Linked DNA regions of Rattus norvegicus: region 2 is linked to region 1. Evidence: chromatin contacts called from public Hi-C data. All regions are on one chromosome and are shown on one strand. Each heading gives the region's core, a stretch centred on a gene start, on an enhancer-like site or on the middle of the called end of the contact. The rest is flanking DNA. Distances are from core to core; before and after follow the strand shown.

The links. A called contact is a pair of places that touch in the nucleus more often than the background predicts.
Region 2: a contact with region 1 is called in a Hi-C map of liver, with 4 times the contacts expected there. The contact joins the enhancer-like site here to the promoter of Ralgps2 in region 1. A contact is called at or near these places in 3 of 12 Hi-C or Micro-C datasets (hepatocytes, kidney and liver).

What each region holds. Positions count from the first base shown.
Region 1 is chr13:71,605,177-71,608,376 of GRCr8, reverse strand. Ralgps2 (Ral GEF with PH domain and SH3 binding motif 2) reads left to right here and starts at 1,638. Exons shown (of 20, transcript NM_001401396.1): 1 at 1,638-1,756.
Region 2 is chr13:71,673,116-71,676,315 of GRCr8, reverse strand. No RefSeq gene overlaps it. Among named protein-coding and RNA genes, the nearest start is that of Ralgps2, 68 kb to the right of the region's middle. Within about 2 kb of position 1,700, at least 5 of the 93 cell types and tissues checked have an H3K27ac peak or open chromatin away from gene starts, as enhancers often do. A contact at or near this core is called in hepatocytes and liver, where this site is marked.

The sequences.
Region 1 (3,200 bases), core at 389-2,888:
AGTAAACTGGCAGCTGTGGGGACATGGGATCTTTGTTTTCATGAAGCCCCAATTCAAATTTAAAGTAGCTGAAAGACATTTATACTAAATGAAATTACCCGAGGTGCCTTACTTTTTCTATTTTAAAAGCAGTTAATAACATGGGATAATGGTATATATAATATATTTTGTATATATATAATGTATACACATATATTTGAATGTATTTTTGTTGGCATATAGCCATCCACCTTTTCCTTAATCTCTTACTAACTTGGGGAAAGAAAGATCAAACATTTACTCAGTAACTCAAAGGTTCCCCCCCCCCAATTGTCACTTCAGTTTGTTGTTTCTTCGGGACTTGTAGGAAATAGCATCTAAGTGAAAACTCATAATTGTCCTGAAGCCTTTTTCTCAATAGTCTGTTTCTTAGCCCCACCCCTTTTCTTTAGCCTATGCTCAGGTGAAATTTTCTTTCTTTCTTTTTTTTCCTTCTTTTTGGTTTCTGTGCATCTATCAATGATTCCATCACTATTGGTGAGACTTCCAATGTAAAATGGAATAAAAACCAGCACTGGGCTTTATTGATTTTCCTTGCTTCGTTTCTGTCTTACACCTACTTTTGCATGCGGGTGATTTAACCAAGAGGATGAATGACCAATCTACATTCTCCACAGAAGGCAGACAAAGGGAACAGTGCTTAACTTTCTTCTGCATAAGAGAACAATCCGTTGTTTTTATTAGTTATTATAGGGAGCAAGGAAATCAAACGAACACTTTTGGTCCCTTCACAATCTACATTCGGTGCTGCTACAGAATCCACCCTTTACTGTACATTGCCTAGAAAAGGACCGCATCTATTCCAGAATGACCAAATGATACACCAAGGTGGCTCACTGAAAACCTTCCACTAAGTCACACTGCATCAAATGGTGCTAAGTTTAAGTAGGCCACCTAGGTGCACCCCGTGAAACAACACCCTTCCATCCCCTTTCATTCGCAGGAAAAAATTTTCACCTTTTAGAATCACGTTTCCGCAATGACGTGAAAATACAGTTCACCTGGAACTCATCAATCTGGGACTGGGGGTTGACAAAAATTCTGTTATTTGCTCATTAAACCAGGGGCAGCCACCCTGCTTAACACCTAAAGACGCCGACCCAATACTTCCGGCATGATAATGTGTGAGAGTACTGCCTCCATCATTTAGGATCCCACAGCTGTGGGATGATTATATTTGCAGCCCCTCCACTTGTCCGCCACGACTCCAAAGGACTCCGCCCGCATGGGCTGGGTATTTGATCTGGGGGCCGAGCGTATCCAGACTTTTGTCCTCTGGCCTGAGCGGTGAGCGGCGCCCGCATTGCAGGCGCCAAGGAGACCCCGTGCCGGAGCAGCCGCTGGGCCCCACCTGTCCGTCCCGAGCTGTGGCTCGACCGGTCCCTGCGGCCCGCGCTGCGGCTGCGGCTGGGGCACGCGCCGCGGACACCGGTACGGGCGGCAGTTGGCCTCGGCGGGCACAGCCCGGCGCCCGCAGCGTGAGCCGAGACCCCGGCGACCCGGCGTTCCCGGCCGCGCGAGCGCGCTCGGTTGGTGCGCGCGCCGCTCCGCCCCGCCCGCCCGGCGCGCGCCCCCTGCGCGGCCGGGGTGGATCCGGCGCACTCCCCTCCCCTGAGCGCCGGCGGCGGGCGCTGAATGAGAGACGCCGACTGCTCTGCTGGGCGAGCGCTGCCTCGGAGCTGCGGGCGAAGTGGAGGCGACAGCCGCGGCTGCACAGGTCGGCGTGGCGGGCGGCCGTGCGGGGAGGCGCGGGCAATGGCGGCGGCCGCGGTGCTCGGCGCGGGAGGGCGGGCTGCGGGTCGCTCGCGGTCCCGCGGTGGCGGAGGCCCCGGCGTCGCCTCAGCCTTTCAGGTGAGCCGGGGCCGGGCCCCGCCGCGCCAGCCACACCCCCTCTCGGGCCGGGCGCCTGCACCCCTCACGGAGCCGAGGCGGGTGACCTGTTGCGGGGCCGAACCGCCCGCGGAGCGCGGGGTGAGCGGCGCTGCCGCCGCCGCTGAGGCCGCGCGCGGACGGGGGTGGGGGGCTCCCGCACCGCCGCGCTATCTGCCCGCAGCTCCTGGAATTCCTTTGCTGTGTGGGCTTAGGCGGGCTCGTAAACACCGGGCTTGGGAGGCGATGGGGAGCTGACCTGGAAGGGAGCCCGGACCTGTGCGCTGCCGCGGCTCCCCGCCCCCCTCGAAGCGCTTTTCCTGCCGCCGTGTGCGGTGTAGACGCAGGCGGGTTTCAGGGTGCGTGGGCGTGTTTGGGAAGAAGCTGCGAGCTGATAGGAGGTACCTTAGTACGAATGTTAATTTGTTTGAGCTGGGAGGGTTGAGGGAGGTGGAAGAAAGGGGCCTGATGGTGGCTGTGGAGGAGGGGCGTTTGCAACCCAAAATCTCTCTGCAGAAAGCGCTCCACCGAAAGCATCCAGCGCCTATTGTTTAAGATCGGAGGACGAAAGCACGGGCAGCAGTTAATTGAGCCTTTCCCCGTAGGTGCTCTGCATCCCCCCCCTCCTCCCCGCCCCTTATAACGCTTAAGTGACTATAGAGCTTTGTTTCGGTGTCGCCGTTTGTTTTATGAATTGACTTTGGTCTTGTTTATGTAATGTTTACCATCCGGTGGACCCGAGGTCGTGTGTCTTTGAAGATGACCATTAGAATTTGGTAGAACTTTTCCCTTGCATGAAGGAGTACCGCAGTGCCACAGTTCGTTAACTTGCAAACTGTACAGCCTGTCCCACCCACATATGATTGTTCAGGCATCACAAGTGTAATACTGTTACTGCAGAAGTGGGATTTATAACCAAACAGAATTACTTTAATAATAATAACCTCTAGTGAACGAGTGTGGTCATGAAGCTTCAAAATGTGGAAAATTACTTGTCTTGGCCATATGTATACATTAAATGTGCTTATTAAAGTTCCCTTGAGTGATTTTAAGTGTAGTTATTTTGAGTTTAAGTTCTGGCATAGTAATTTTGAAATATTAAGATCCAGTCCATCGATCACACCATGCATTGATTTCAGAAATTTGACTTTTTCTGGAAATACTGTTCTCTGTCTTTTTTTCACCAGATTGCAGCAGAAGTTGAAAGATCTGCTTGAGTGTCAAGATCCCAGTATACTTTTCTGATAATACAGTATCAGGGGGGATACACCCAAAAATTCTGAGAGAAATAA
Region 2 (3,200 bases), core at 451-2,950, 68 kb before region 1:
AAGACTGGTTGTATAAATGTGGTCACATTTCTCACACATGTACACCGGAAAGCTCTTAGAGCAGGCAGAAAGAGCAAACATGTCGATTTTAGTGCAGAAGAAAAAAAAAACAAATTGTTGCTTTTTAGATAGTACATTCTAGTAAAGGATGGCTTGAAATTCATGGAAATCCTCCTGTCTCAGTCTCCTGATGCTGGGGTTATAGATGTAAGTCACCATGCCCTACTTAAGAAAAAATTTTAAATTGCTGTTGTGACTCAGAAAATATCCAGCACCATAGCCCGAGCTCCATTGGGACAGCTGGTGTGCTCTGCTCTGAATTGGACCCTGCACTGGCTAAGAAAGAGGATAACCATTAAGTTTCTGGCAAATGTTCTTAAATATTCCAACTAGGTTTGGTAGTGTTTACTCTCTGCTTTTTAACATTACTATCCAAAAATGCAAAGTCTGTGTGTGGTTCTCACTTACAACATGCCCGATGTTACTGTTATGTAGACTGGGCTGCAGTATTTTAGTCCTCATAAAATTAATTTTTAGCCATACACTTTTCATATTCGGTGTGTCGTTTTGAAGTGTAGCCACGGGGCAGCACAGCAGTGCCCCGATCAGTCGTGGCACAGGATGCTGACCTTAGAAGGTTCTAAGGAAGCAGAAGACTCCTAATGTCTGAGAGCACTGGAGTCACGCTCAGGCGGCAGCAGAACGCATCGCTCACATGGTTTATGGTGATGCTAGCCTAAACAAACCTACTCGTGCTGCCCATCAGTCATATAAAAGCATAGTACATGCAATTATGCATGGTGCAGAACACTTGATGAGCATGATAAGCAGTCGTTTATTGGTTTGTGTAGTGACTATACTATACTTTAAAAAATATTTATTTTTATTACTTTAAAAGTATGTGTGTGTGAGAGTGTGGCTCATCCACACCAGGGCAGATGCTTGCGGAGTCCGGAAGAGGGTGCTAGATCCCCTGGAGCTGGAATTGTAGGAGGTTGTGAACCTCCCAACACAGATGCTTGGATCATTCACAAGAGCAGGGCGGCAAGTGCTCTTCACTGCTTAGCCATCTCTCGATCCTCTATTTACATGAGTCTGCGTGTGTGTGTGTGTGTGTATGTGTGTGTGTGTGTGTGTAAGTGAGTGTGAGTCTGTGTCTGCTTGTGTGTATATATATGTATATATGTGTGTATGTGTGTACCTGTGTGTGAGTGTGTATGTATATGTGAGCATATGTGTGAGAGTGTGTGTTTATATATGTGTGTATGTGTGAGTGTGTGTATGACTGTGTGTGAGTGTGTAAGTGTGAGTGTATGAGTGTGAGTGTGTGTGAAAGTGTGTGTGAAAGTGTGTGTGAGTGTGTGTATGTGTGTGTGAATATATACAGCCATGTGTGTAGGTGTGGGTGTTGTGCATGCCTCTCTGCACATGTGTATCCCAGAAGAGGGTTTCAGATCTCTCAAAGCTGGAGTTGCTGGAATGTTCTTATGCAGTTGCTGGAATCTGAACTCTGGTCCTCCTGATTACTCAGCAAGCATTCATAGCAACTCAGTCATCTCTCCAGCCTGTATGCTTTTAGTCATCATTTTAAAGAGTACTGTTTATTGTGGAGAGAAATAATTACGGTGAAGCATAATACTGTGCCAACAGTAGCCAAATACATCTCTGATTACAGCATCTCTTGATTGCATCAAGGGGTAATAGTGGGTGAGTGACCTCTACTTTCAAGGTTTGTGTAAGCTGTGCTCAGTGATGTTCAGATACAATTGTGAAACTAACAACTCGTTCCTCACAGTAAGTCTCTTCTGTTAAGCTTCATGTGACTGTACATCAGTCTTGCCTCTGAATGAATGTGATAAGGTAATAACTATTCTGAATTAATAGTTTTGTAAATCACAGTGCCACATGGTAGGAAGAGATTTAACTTAGAGACCGAGACATGAATTCTGGAGTCAAAGAATCTACAAATCTTCCCTGATATGAATCAATGAAGAAGACAAATCAGAAGAGAAATTCTATGTAAAATTTAATGTAAAATTCCTGTAAACAAATGAGAAGAAAAGAATACCATTAAAGTCACCTCCTGATAACAACCACATTCAGAGAAAGCACCAGTGGCTAATGAGACTGGAACAAGAAATGTGTGGAAGAATGGGCCTGCATAGTCTCAAACTCTCTTTACATGTCATTAATTGCAAAATTGATAACTTTATTGTGGAAAAACCCAGCAGATACCATTTTCACCATGAGCTCAACATTCCTGTTGCTGGAAATGGGACAAGGCGACCTCAGGTGCCCACTGTTGTGATATGTGTGTGTGCCCCAAATTCAGAACTTGAGTTTTATCACAAGGAAGCATCAGATAAACCTAAATTTCAGGTGGTTCTTTAGGGTAACTGACGTGTACCCCTTAAACCTATCAAGGTCCTGAAAGACAGAGAACAGAGTCAGGGCTGTTTCAGAGTAAAGGAAACCGGTAAGGTGCGACTCAATCGGGCTGATCCCACTAAGGAAAAGTTGCTGAAATTTGAACCAAGTCCATATTGTTTTAATGTTAGTTTCTTCATAATGTAATTTTAGTGTGATCATGACAGAGGATATTCTTGCTTTTAGAGCACTTAGTGAAGTGTTTAGAGCGGAAGGAGAGAGAGGATGAGATTCTTGTCCTAGCTCTGATAACCAAAAGACTCAGGACGAGATACTCATTTAAACAGTGGGCGCATTTCTTCTTCTGTAAGATGGGAGCTTGTGCTAATTAAAATGTCTTCAGATTATTATCCTCCTGAAGCAGCACCAGCTGGGAGGTAGTAAGAAATGTAAATGCTTAAGTTCCATCCCAGATGAGAACCAGAAACTTTAAGAATACTCTGGTGTCCTTGAAACACACTCAGGTTTGAATAGCACCATCGTCACTGATGATGACCACGGGAGAGATGGCTCAGTGGTTAAGAGCACTGACTGCTCTTCCAGAGGTCCTGAGTTCAATTCCCAGCAACCACATGGCGGGGCACAACCATCTGTAATGAGATCTGATGCCCTCTTCTGGTGTGTCTGAAGACAGCTACAGTGTACTTATAAATAAAATAAATAAATCTTTTTTAAAAAAAATCTCTTTAGCCCCAGCCTTAATGTTCTCTGGTCCAAAAGGCACCCTTCTTCCAGTTCATTTGTCATTTTCTTGGTACCAACAAAGGGCTGGC